2 separate regions of the Arabidopsis thaliana genome follow, and region 1 is linked to region 2. The links are chromatin contacts, called in public capture Hi-C maps. All regions are on one chromosome and are shown on one strand. The core of a region is the stretch at or near the end of the contact, and the rest is flanking DNA. Distances in the headings are between cores, read along the strand shown.

Region 1 (5,188 bases), core at 1,749-4,248, 90 kb after region 2:
GCTAGTGGAAATGGTGGCGAGGCTCGATAATGTAATCGAAGAAGTTGAGGAATTGGGAAGGATCGCAAGTTTTAAGGAGTATGATAACAAGCGAGATCAGACGGCTGACGATGTCCGATGCGAAAACCCGGCGAATGTTACGATCAGTGTCGGTGCCGCGGAATGAAGCAACGAACGACGACGATAAATTGAGTTTTTTAGATTAGACTAAACCGATCGGTATAAGGGGTCGATGATGCGATTCGATTCGGTTTGGTATGATTCGGTTTGTCCTTTTTACGATGATGGGAATTAGGAATCGGATGCTTTTTCCTTTTCGTGTCTTCGTTTTCAGAATTTACTAATAAGAAAATTATCGTTTCTTGAATAGAAAAAACTATTATGTGTTTCGTTGTGTAATGAATTGAGATGTCTGGTTAAGACAAACAATACAAGGAGAAAGATACAGTCGTAATGTTTAAGGCCGGTTATTTCTGGTCCGGCAATTTGAATTTCCGGAATTTAATTGTAAAGTGAAAAACAGAAAAAAAAGAAAAAACAAAAAAAGGAAGGGCCCAACCGGGTTCGAACCGGTGACCTATTGATCTGCAGTCAATTGCTCTATCACTGAGCTATGGACCCAATTTGATATTGTTCACATTTTGTAAATCATATAGACTATATATCAAAAGTATTTCGTAGATCATTTTCAAGAGGAAGAAATATTCTTATAAATTTTAAAAGAATGAAATGTAGAAAGCTCATGGAAAAAAGAATTTTGTTTGAAAGGTCTCTAACAATTGAGAAATGCAAGCTTTTGGGATTTTCATACATCTGTAAACAAATTGCTGCGTCACATAGTTTTTGATTTTAATCTCTGCATATTTATGGAATTTTGTTTACATAAACTTTTGAAATGTCAAAATGGTCCCGAAACTATTGCTTTTATAGACAAAATATTGGATTTTTAATGCAAATGATTGTTATGACTTCTACATAAGTTGCTTTATATAATATAAGTTTGGTCCAATTAATGATTGAGAAGAACATGATTGATTCTCTTTGCATATATCATATCAAAGGTATCGGAACATTAAAATAAGACTCTATAATAACGTAAATCTTCATACGAAAAAACTTTAAATAAGGAATTTATTATACTCATTCCTTATATTAGCAAACAATATATATAAAACTAAAATAAAAACCAAGAGTAAGATAATTAAATTCTCAAAAGAAAATGATAGACGTTCACAACTAGTTCTTCTTCTTCTTCCAAGTTCCAAGACACCAACGTTAAAAGGCGTTTTTGTCCTAAGAACGAACCAACATTTCTTGTAGCTAAAAAAGGTTTGAGTAGTCAAATGAACCGGTTTGGTCATTTTCATAATTTGTCCAATAACCGGTTTGCATCGACTGATCAATGTCCTGGTCCACATTGAAATAACAAGAGCTCACCGGAAATTCCACGTGGTGGTTTGCCGTGGTGACCGGAAAATGGTAGTTGGGAAAGCACTCAGAAGCAACCTCCTTAATCTGAGGATAATCCTATATTTAAAATCACAAAACCAAAAACACATATCAGACCACTACTGTCTATACAAAAACTATTTTGGTTTAGATAATAGATGTAGGTACCTTTGACGAATCAAGGATGAAATCAGGAGAAATCCAAATGCTTGAAGAGTCGTTTGTAGTAGAAGAAGGCTTGAACGATTGAATCTGCGACGCTTCATCGCGACAAGGAGAGGTCGCGAGGCTAGAGTAACAAGAACCAATGTCTTGTTCGTTTTTATTTTTCAAACTTTTCGAATTTTTCTTCAGTTCATTCTTCTTAACTACGCGACATAACGCAAAAGCTCCCTAAAATTCAAACATATATATGGTTTTTAGGCTTCGTTCCATTAGTTCATAAAAATGAATATTATGAAGTTGGATCAAATGAAACGAACTCTAATTTTCTTACCTTGAAATTTGGTGATTTTTGTGAATGATCATCAATATCGCATAGACGATATTCATGCATAAACCAATTAGTTCTGTCGCCTAATGGGGCACGACCTTCATAGAAAACTAAGGTTTTTCGGTATCCAGCTATAACATGCGATGATTTACAAGTGATTTTCCGGTCTTTACCAGTTGCTTTCCAATAACCCGCTTTTGTAGCCCTATTGGTTCGAGAACCGTTTGCATATTTTTTGTCTCTTGGACAGAAAAAGAACCATTCCAAATCTCTATTTGGAAGGAAAGATTTACCTAAAATTCAAAGATAAAATCAAACAAATTTAGTTTTATTTAAATATAAATTTATGGATAAAAATCTAATTGTTTTCCTTTTCAAATTACCTGGCAACTCCCAAGGATCAAATTTGTATAAGTCGATAACAGGAATGACTTCAAGCTCAATCTCGAGACCTTCTATTTTTCTACTCAAGTAGTAGCCTATGAGCTCTTCATCAGTTGGATGAAATCTAAATCCTGGAGGCAAACATGAACTCCCCATTTGCAAAATTCACACTTGTAGCTTGCGACACAAGAGAGTTGTCGAAAGCTAATATTTAACTAAATATCTATTGACTATTTGGAAAATCTAAAAATATAAACTTTTTTCGACATTCAATTTGTTTTTGAAAATAAGTTGCAACTCACTTTGATTGCATCCTTTTTGTGACAATATCATTGTCTGAAAGAGATTGTATGTTTACAAAAAAAAAAACGAATTATCCAAAATTCTCTTTTTAAAAATATATCTAACACCTAAGAAAAAAAATAGAAACAAACTTAAGGTACAATTCAGAAATAACGAAGAGCAGTTGGTGGAAGAGCTAATTGCTGCGGGTCAAAGAGTCTGACTGAGGAAAAGGGTTCTCTGACTTATTAGCTATACAAGACCAAAAAAAAAAAAAAGTTATTAGTGAGTATTGATTAGGAGAGTGATTAAGATCGGAGAGAAGAAGAGAAGGTTGGTAGAGTGTTGAATGGTTGTGGGGTGAATGATATTTATAGCACAAAGGTTGCGAAACTTTGTGAGGCAAATTTAATCATAGCTTAAAATATGTTGATGAATTTTTCTGTAGAATAAACAAACAGTATTATAATAGTCAGTGCCGTTAATATTCAGAAGAAAAAATAACTCGACACACCGAAAGCGGATAAAGACATTGCTTGTCTTAAGAGTTCCCAAAATTCAAAAAGAAAGTGGACCTACCTGGTCTCTAAAGTTAGACTTGTTCACACTTCACACATCAATGATTCAATAATACTATCACCTATAATTAATCAAAACTTATTTTTCTATTTTTTAATTTCATAAGACGTCGTTTCGTTTTGTAAAACGATATGTTTATAGGTGTGTTGGCAAATTAGTCACTTTTGAAAACATAATTATGGAGTTGGGCAAGTTACTATTTACACTTGACAAAACATGTAACTCACTTTGGGCGTGTAATAGACGAGCGTGAAATAGAAGTTTGGGGTGGGGTAAGTGATGTGTTTTGAAATTACCGAACTATCCTTTTGACAGAGAAGAAAGATAAAAGTGAAATATTCTTTTTTTTTTTATTTCTTTTTAATAACCCCTCCAATTTAATAATTGAAATACTTATCAATATAAATTTATTTTCTAAACTAATTCATATACATAAAAATCTATGTATTTTTCTTTATAATTTGATATGCATTTTGTTAATATTTTTAATATATTACAGACATTTTATCAGTAGTCGGTACACTTAATTATGTGTACAGACTTTATTTTGTACGTTGCATTAGCTGTACAGAGTATATAATTGTATGGAGTATACAATTATCAGTAGTCACTTTTCACTGTTGATTCGTACACTTAGACCTGTACAATATTTTTAGTGTATATATATATATATAAATATACACAACGTACACTTACATCTGTACACTAAAAAATGTTGTACAGATCTAAGTGTACGAATCAAACAGTTAAAAGTGACTACTTTGCAAATTGTGAATAGTAAAATGACTATTTTTCCAATTATGGCTGGACGATTTCAATTTGTACTTATTAAATAAGTTGTATAAATAAAAATCTGTACACATAATTAACTGTACTGACTACTAATAAAAATGTTTATATAATATATTTAAAATTATTAACAAAATGCATATCAAATTATAGAGAAAAAATATAGATTTTTATGTATCTGAATTAATTTAGAAAATAAATTTACATTGATAAGCATTTCAATTATTAGATTGAAGAGGTTATTAAAAAATAAATAAATATATATATATATATATATATATATATATATATATATATATATATATATAAAGAAATACAAAGAATGTGAGTATGAGGAGAGAGAAATGTTGAATCTAAAAGCACAAATCCCAATTGCTTTCAACGACATTGGAGAAGAAGAAGATTAGTGGCATATTTGTAAATAATAGAGTTGGTATGGGGTATATTTGATTTTGTCTGTAATAGGGTCAAAGGTTAGTGACTAAAAATCCAATTATAAATAGTAATTTGCCCAATTCCATAATTAAGTTTAAATATCTGACTACTTTACAACTTAACCCTATGTTTATTTGCATGTCATTCTTGTATATCGGATTAGTAAACCTTGGTTAACCAAAAAGAGAGAGATATATTTTACATTTCTCTAATGTTTTTTCTAGCTCGTTTCTTTGATATAAGTATGTAACGGGAGTTTTAGTTCTAGGTCATAGAAACTCGGTCCTAGCTAATTCTTTTATTTTTCCTTTCGTTCAATATTCTAAACTTTTTCTTGACTATTTTGAAGGGGGTGTAACAATGTTCCTCCACGTCAGTATGAGTAAGACAAAACTGCTTTTTATTAGAGTAACCACTTTCAACTTTTAAGACATTAGAAGAGATAACAAAACTTTGAAGAAAATTTTGTTTATTGTCTTCTTTTTACCGGAAATATGTTATTGTTTAAGATGTAAAGTTGTAGTTTAAAGTTTAGTTCCCATTTGTGTAAGACCCGATAGCTGAAATATTCAAGAGGAAAAGAAAATAAAAAAATATTGGGAAAACGAATGACTTCACGAGATGGAAATGTATAAGGTTAATAAGTTCTATATACCAAAAAGTGCACCTTATAATTATACGATACTTTAGGAACGGTCACCATGACCCCTAACACTGATTAAAGAGAGACAAAAGAACAAAAATGAAGAAAAAGGCCTAAAGCGTGAATAACTACGT
Region 2 (4,863 bases), core at 1,932-4,431:
CAAGAAACACTATATTTCGATTTTTGATTCGGTCCGGTTCAATCATCTCTTTGGTGTTTGGAGGATGAAAAACAACAAAGCGATGCTGGTTTTGTCGAAAATTGAACCAGAACTTTTGTTGGTCAGAGAAAAAGCCTCTTTAATTATAGAAAGCAAAAGGGAAAGTCGAAAGAGCCCACGACCCAATGAAAAGATAAAGCTGTGAATATGCACTATTGGAACCATTTCTATGAACTGCAATATCAAACGGTGACAAACAACAAAAAAACATCAAACATTATGTAGTACGTGAATATTTCTATTTGGCTATTTCTAACAAAAATGGTTCCGGATATAAATAAAATCGCATATGAACTTTAATATCGAATGTTTGGAATTCAATGCAAAGATCCATCGAGGCTATCTAGAGTCAATATATTAGACTAAGATGAAAATGTATGTGGTGATGATGATGATGATTCATTGCCATGGCCATGAATCTTTTCTTGTTTTGTATGATACTATATATCTATCTTTTATCTTTAATAATACTATGAATGTTTCTTATTATCATAACCAACTTGAAACTATTAAATTAAACTAAAGTAACCCAGAAGTGTTGCACGCTGTGTCTGTCTCTTTATTGCCTTTAACAAAAGAGAATCCATATTGATTTCCATCTTACATTATCCTCTGTATATAAAAATGGTGTATGTGAATAAGTTAGCCCACTAAAACTAAAGCAAACTCTCTTTTTTTTTTCTTTGCAGGATTTCAAGTTCGATTCAGAAACTATAAGACTTTTAAGATAAGTATTTTTTGCAGTTATTTAATTATTCATCTTGGCCTTCAAAATGCACCTTTATGTTCCATCTCACAAATTCTTTTAAGCAAAGTAAGTTTATCATTTTTCTCCTCTATATATATGTGCCACCATTCCTCTTATACTCATAACTCTCCCCAAATTCTTGACCAAAAATATCCGCCACTTTCTCTCTGGTTCATGTTTTCCCCTCAATGAAATACATACACATTTTGATTTTATTTAAATCAAGATCGACGTATAAGCTATCCACCAATCATATTTAAGGGTTCCCGTATACATATATACTATATATATATATGGAATAATAGTCGTGCCTGGCTCCCTGTATGCCACAAGAAAACATCGATTTAGTTTCAAAATCGATCACTAGTGGCGTACAGAGTAGTCAAGCATGACCAAAGCTTATCATAATATCTACATTATATGTATATGAGTACTTTGTCTCCATAGCACAGCATACATGTGCATGGATGATGTCTAATTGTCTATAACCGTTTTGTTATATGCATGGATGTGTGTAGAGGGTACTATTTTCTGATACTCTTATCTTCATTGTTTTCGTACATTCTTTCCTTCAATAATATTTGAACTGTAGTTAGCAATTACTACTATATAACTAAGATGTCAACGAGGTGTTTCATATTGTTTGGAATTATTGTTGGCGGTAAAAATTACGTTGAAGTATTGAATAATAATCTAGTTTGTAGGCAATAATTTTTTATAAATCAATCATTCTTCTGGTTTTTGTTTAATTTGCATAATCACATATGTATTAAGCGTCCGTTTATGTTCATCTTTACCAATCTTAATCGTTTCAGATCTTCCAATCAAGGCATCCATCATTCAACAATATAACAATTTTTTTTTATGTATCCCTATCTTCTTTTTTTTGTAAGATTTTGTGTGGCCCTATCTATCAATAGTTCAATGCCATACCTATTTAATCACACTCCGAGATTTGGCCAAAGTTGCAAATTGCCATATTTTTTTGTATCATTAACGGTTTAATTTTCTATTCATTTTGTTAAAATATATGGCAATAATAGCATTGGCAGGTGGAATACAATAATACATCGTAAAGACCTCTTAGTCTCGTTAGCGGTAAAAGCCTCCCTTTGATAGAGCGGGTTTGAAAGACAATGCATGCGATGCGTTGTAGGATGTTGTCTTTTCTTGTGTGACAGAAGAAATAGAGAACACAACACATTTGTCTCGCTATTCATACATTTGTCCCTCCCAAATTTCTCAACTTTTTTTTGTTATGATGTTTCTTTCCTCAAAATCATCGACACTGATTAGGTGACAGATATTTCAGAGGTCAACCTAGGTTTGTAAATCTATTATTAATATATACAAATTGTATCATTATAATAGTAATAATAACGGATTTAGATTGTTAGTGGATCAAAAACTTTTGACATCCAAATGACGTTTTTGGAGTTCTGCAATAATGTTAATCCCCTCAAATGCCGTAACACGAACGGATTTGCATTTTACTTGAGTAGTTTTCCATTATCTTTTGGCAAGGAATTTTTTTATCATTTCACTGCTACAGAATTAATTCAGTTTTAAGTATAGTATTATTACTTCAAGTTCTTATTTTTCTTTTACTTCTACAGCATTAAGTATAGTACATATTCTCTTCATATATCTATGTAATTTACTTTTGTCGTGAAGCAACATAGGCAATTATAAGCTCACATGTTCGTTTAAACGTGTTATGTGCCATATTCGGTGGGCGAAGCACCACACTATCAATTATCAAATCAAAAATTGATTGTATTATATATAGAATGAATTGTTGATTTATTGTTAATACTCACAATTAGAGAAGTCTGATTCAAGATACAATGCTGACTGTTTGTTGGTTACGATGTTGATTATAATATAGTAAGATTAGTATTGATTTAAATTAAAAAGTATATACTATATACTAAGATTAGTAGTGAGCTAATTTTTTATTTAACTATTAACTCAACAAATAAATTATCCTCCATAATATAAAAAGAAGTAATATTGCATGCGTATGATTTTTTCTTTAAATTGGCTATATTTATATACTAACAACTGTAATATTTAATTATCTACATAGCCATAGCTTGCAGGAATCATGTAGCTTTGGTTATAATTAACTTTGTTTATATGTGATTCTTATGCGTACCAATCATAAACATTTTCTAATAATACGGACAAAATTAAAGTCATCATGTATAATGTATTCATCTGTATTTGAAGCTATTGGAGGTAACATGGATTATGAATATTATAGCTAATAATTTATCATAACTTAGATAATAACTTTTTTTAAAATGTACTATGTCACCTTTAGTTTGAATCGCCATAATTTAAACAATTTTTAAATAGATCTGTAAAATAAAACTTCCTAATTGTTAACGAATTTGGGTATACGACATGCATATATATAAAGCTCGGGGCTAAATTTATAAACCACGAAACAATTAGGGCCGCAAAAAACTTTTAAAGGTAGAAATTAGTTTTGTTATTTATTTTTCAATTTAGATTTACATATTAAATTCCAAAAACAAATCCTTCAAAATCAAAATTCGAATATTCCTTTATATTTATTTTCTTCCTTCGTCTCCTTCAAATTCAATCTTTCTCCGTCATTCAGATTTCGAGGAGACAGAGACAGAGAAAAGGATTCGTGTAAGGAAAAGCTTTTAAACTTCTCTTTCTATTTATCCCTCCTTTCTTCTATCTCTCTCTCTCTCGATATCGATACAAGAGAGATGGAGAAAGAAGAAGGAGAAACAACAACAACGATCGGCGTTGTTCCGGCGGCGCCGGCGAAATTACCGACTCCGATATATTCTCTGAGCTTTTGGGAGGTCACGGCAGCTTCCGGCGTCGTTTTAGGGTTTATTTTGGGTCTTGTTTGCGTTTATCTCACAATGCCTCAATCTGATTACAGCTTTCTCAAGCTACCTCGTAATCTCGAAGATCTTCAGATTCTTAGGTAAATTTATTGTTTTTAGTATTGATTATTTCTGGGTTTTTAGTAAATGTTCATTCTTTGATTCAAAGACCGTGACTTTCCAATTTAGGATTCTGGAATCTGTATATGCTTGAACCATGAAGCTAAAGCTAATCTCGTGTTAGGGTTATTGCTAATATTGGCAATGTTTGAATCTATATATAGAACATGAAGAAAGTTTTGATTTTTTAACATATTGAGCTTTGGAATTGATTGATTTACTAACATTTAGTGTTTTGATATGCAGAGATAATCTTGAGATATACACAAGTGATTACACAGTTCAAGTTCTTGTTGGATATTGTCTGGTGTACGTTTTTATGCAGACGTTCATGATTCCTGGAACTGTGTTCATGTCTTTGCTTGCTGGTGCTCTCTTTGGAGTTGTCAAAGGAATGGCTCTTGTTGTCTCCACTGCAACAGCTGGTGCTTCCTCTTGTTATTTCCTCTCTAAGCTCATTGGTAGACCTTTACTCTTCTCGCTTTGGCCTGACAAGCTCGTATTCTTCCAAGATCAGGTTTGAAAAACTAATCAAATCAATCTTATTGCGCTTTCTTCGATATAAGTTTCCGAGGAAATTTTGAAAGAGTTTTTGCGGGTTTTGTTTCTTTAGGTTGCGAGAAGAAAAGATCGGTTGCTGAATTATATGCTGTTCTTGAGGCTAACACCAACATTGCCTAACACTTTCATTAATGTTGCTTCTCCAATTGTTGATGTTCCTTATCATATCTTCTTCCTAGCTACATTCATCGGTCTGATTCCTGCTGCATTTGTCACTGTCCGGGTATGAGAATTTTCATGCATCTTCCTGGTTTTTGTCTTATGGTTTCAATGAGTTTGAATATTATCTAACGAAAATGTGTTTGACTTTGTGACCAGGCTGGGCTTGCTCTTGGAGAGCTAAAATCATTGGGAGATCTCTATGACTTCAGCTCCATGGCGACTCTGTGTCTCATTGGTGTGCTCTCTGTGACTCCAACCCTAATTGGCAAGAAACAAGCATAGAAGATGAAGATCAATACGATGATGATGATGAAAACAGAGCATTTCAACAGCCTCTTT

Evidence for each region. Capture Hi-C pulls out chosen DNA fragments and counts their contacts.
Region 1: a capture Hi-C map of seedling shows a contact between it and region 2, with 1.9 times the contacts expected there. A contact is called at or near these places in 1 of 26 Hi-C or Micro-C datasets (callus) and 1 of 3 other capture datasets (seedling).

The regions. Positions count from the first base shown.
Region 1 is chr4:9,977,557-9,982,744 of TAIR10.1, forward strand. It overlaps NAC071 (NAC domain containing protein 71), which reads right to left and starts at 2,999. Exons shown (of 4, transcript NM_001341249.1): 1 at 2,326-2,999; 2 at 1,946-2,235; 3 at 1,618-1,842; 4 at 1,147-1,527. The coding sequence starts at 2,482. The coding sequence ends at 1,321. It overlaps ALMT12 (aluminum-activated, malate transporter 12), which reads left to right. Exons shown (of 6, transcript NM_117907.4): 6 at 1-467. The coding sequence ends at 166. It overlaps AT4G17975 (a tRNA gene), which reads right to left and starts at 621; the gene lies at 550-621.
Region 2 is chr4:9,887,870-9,892,732 of TAIR10.1, forward strand. It overlaps AT4G17790 (SNARE associated Golgi protein family), which reads left to right and starts at 3,182. Exons shown (of 4, transcript NM_117889.4): 1 at 3,182-3,782; 2 at 4,048-4,318; 3 at 4,415-4,585; 4 at 4,681-4,863. The coding sequence starts at 3,556. The coding sequence ends at 4,806. MIR160b (a microRNA gene) reads left to right here and starts at 1,113; the gene lies at 1,113-1,201.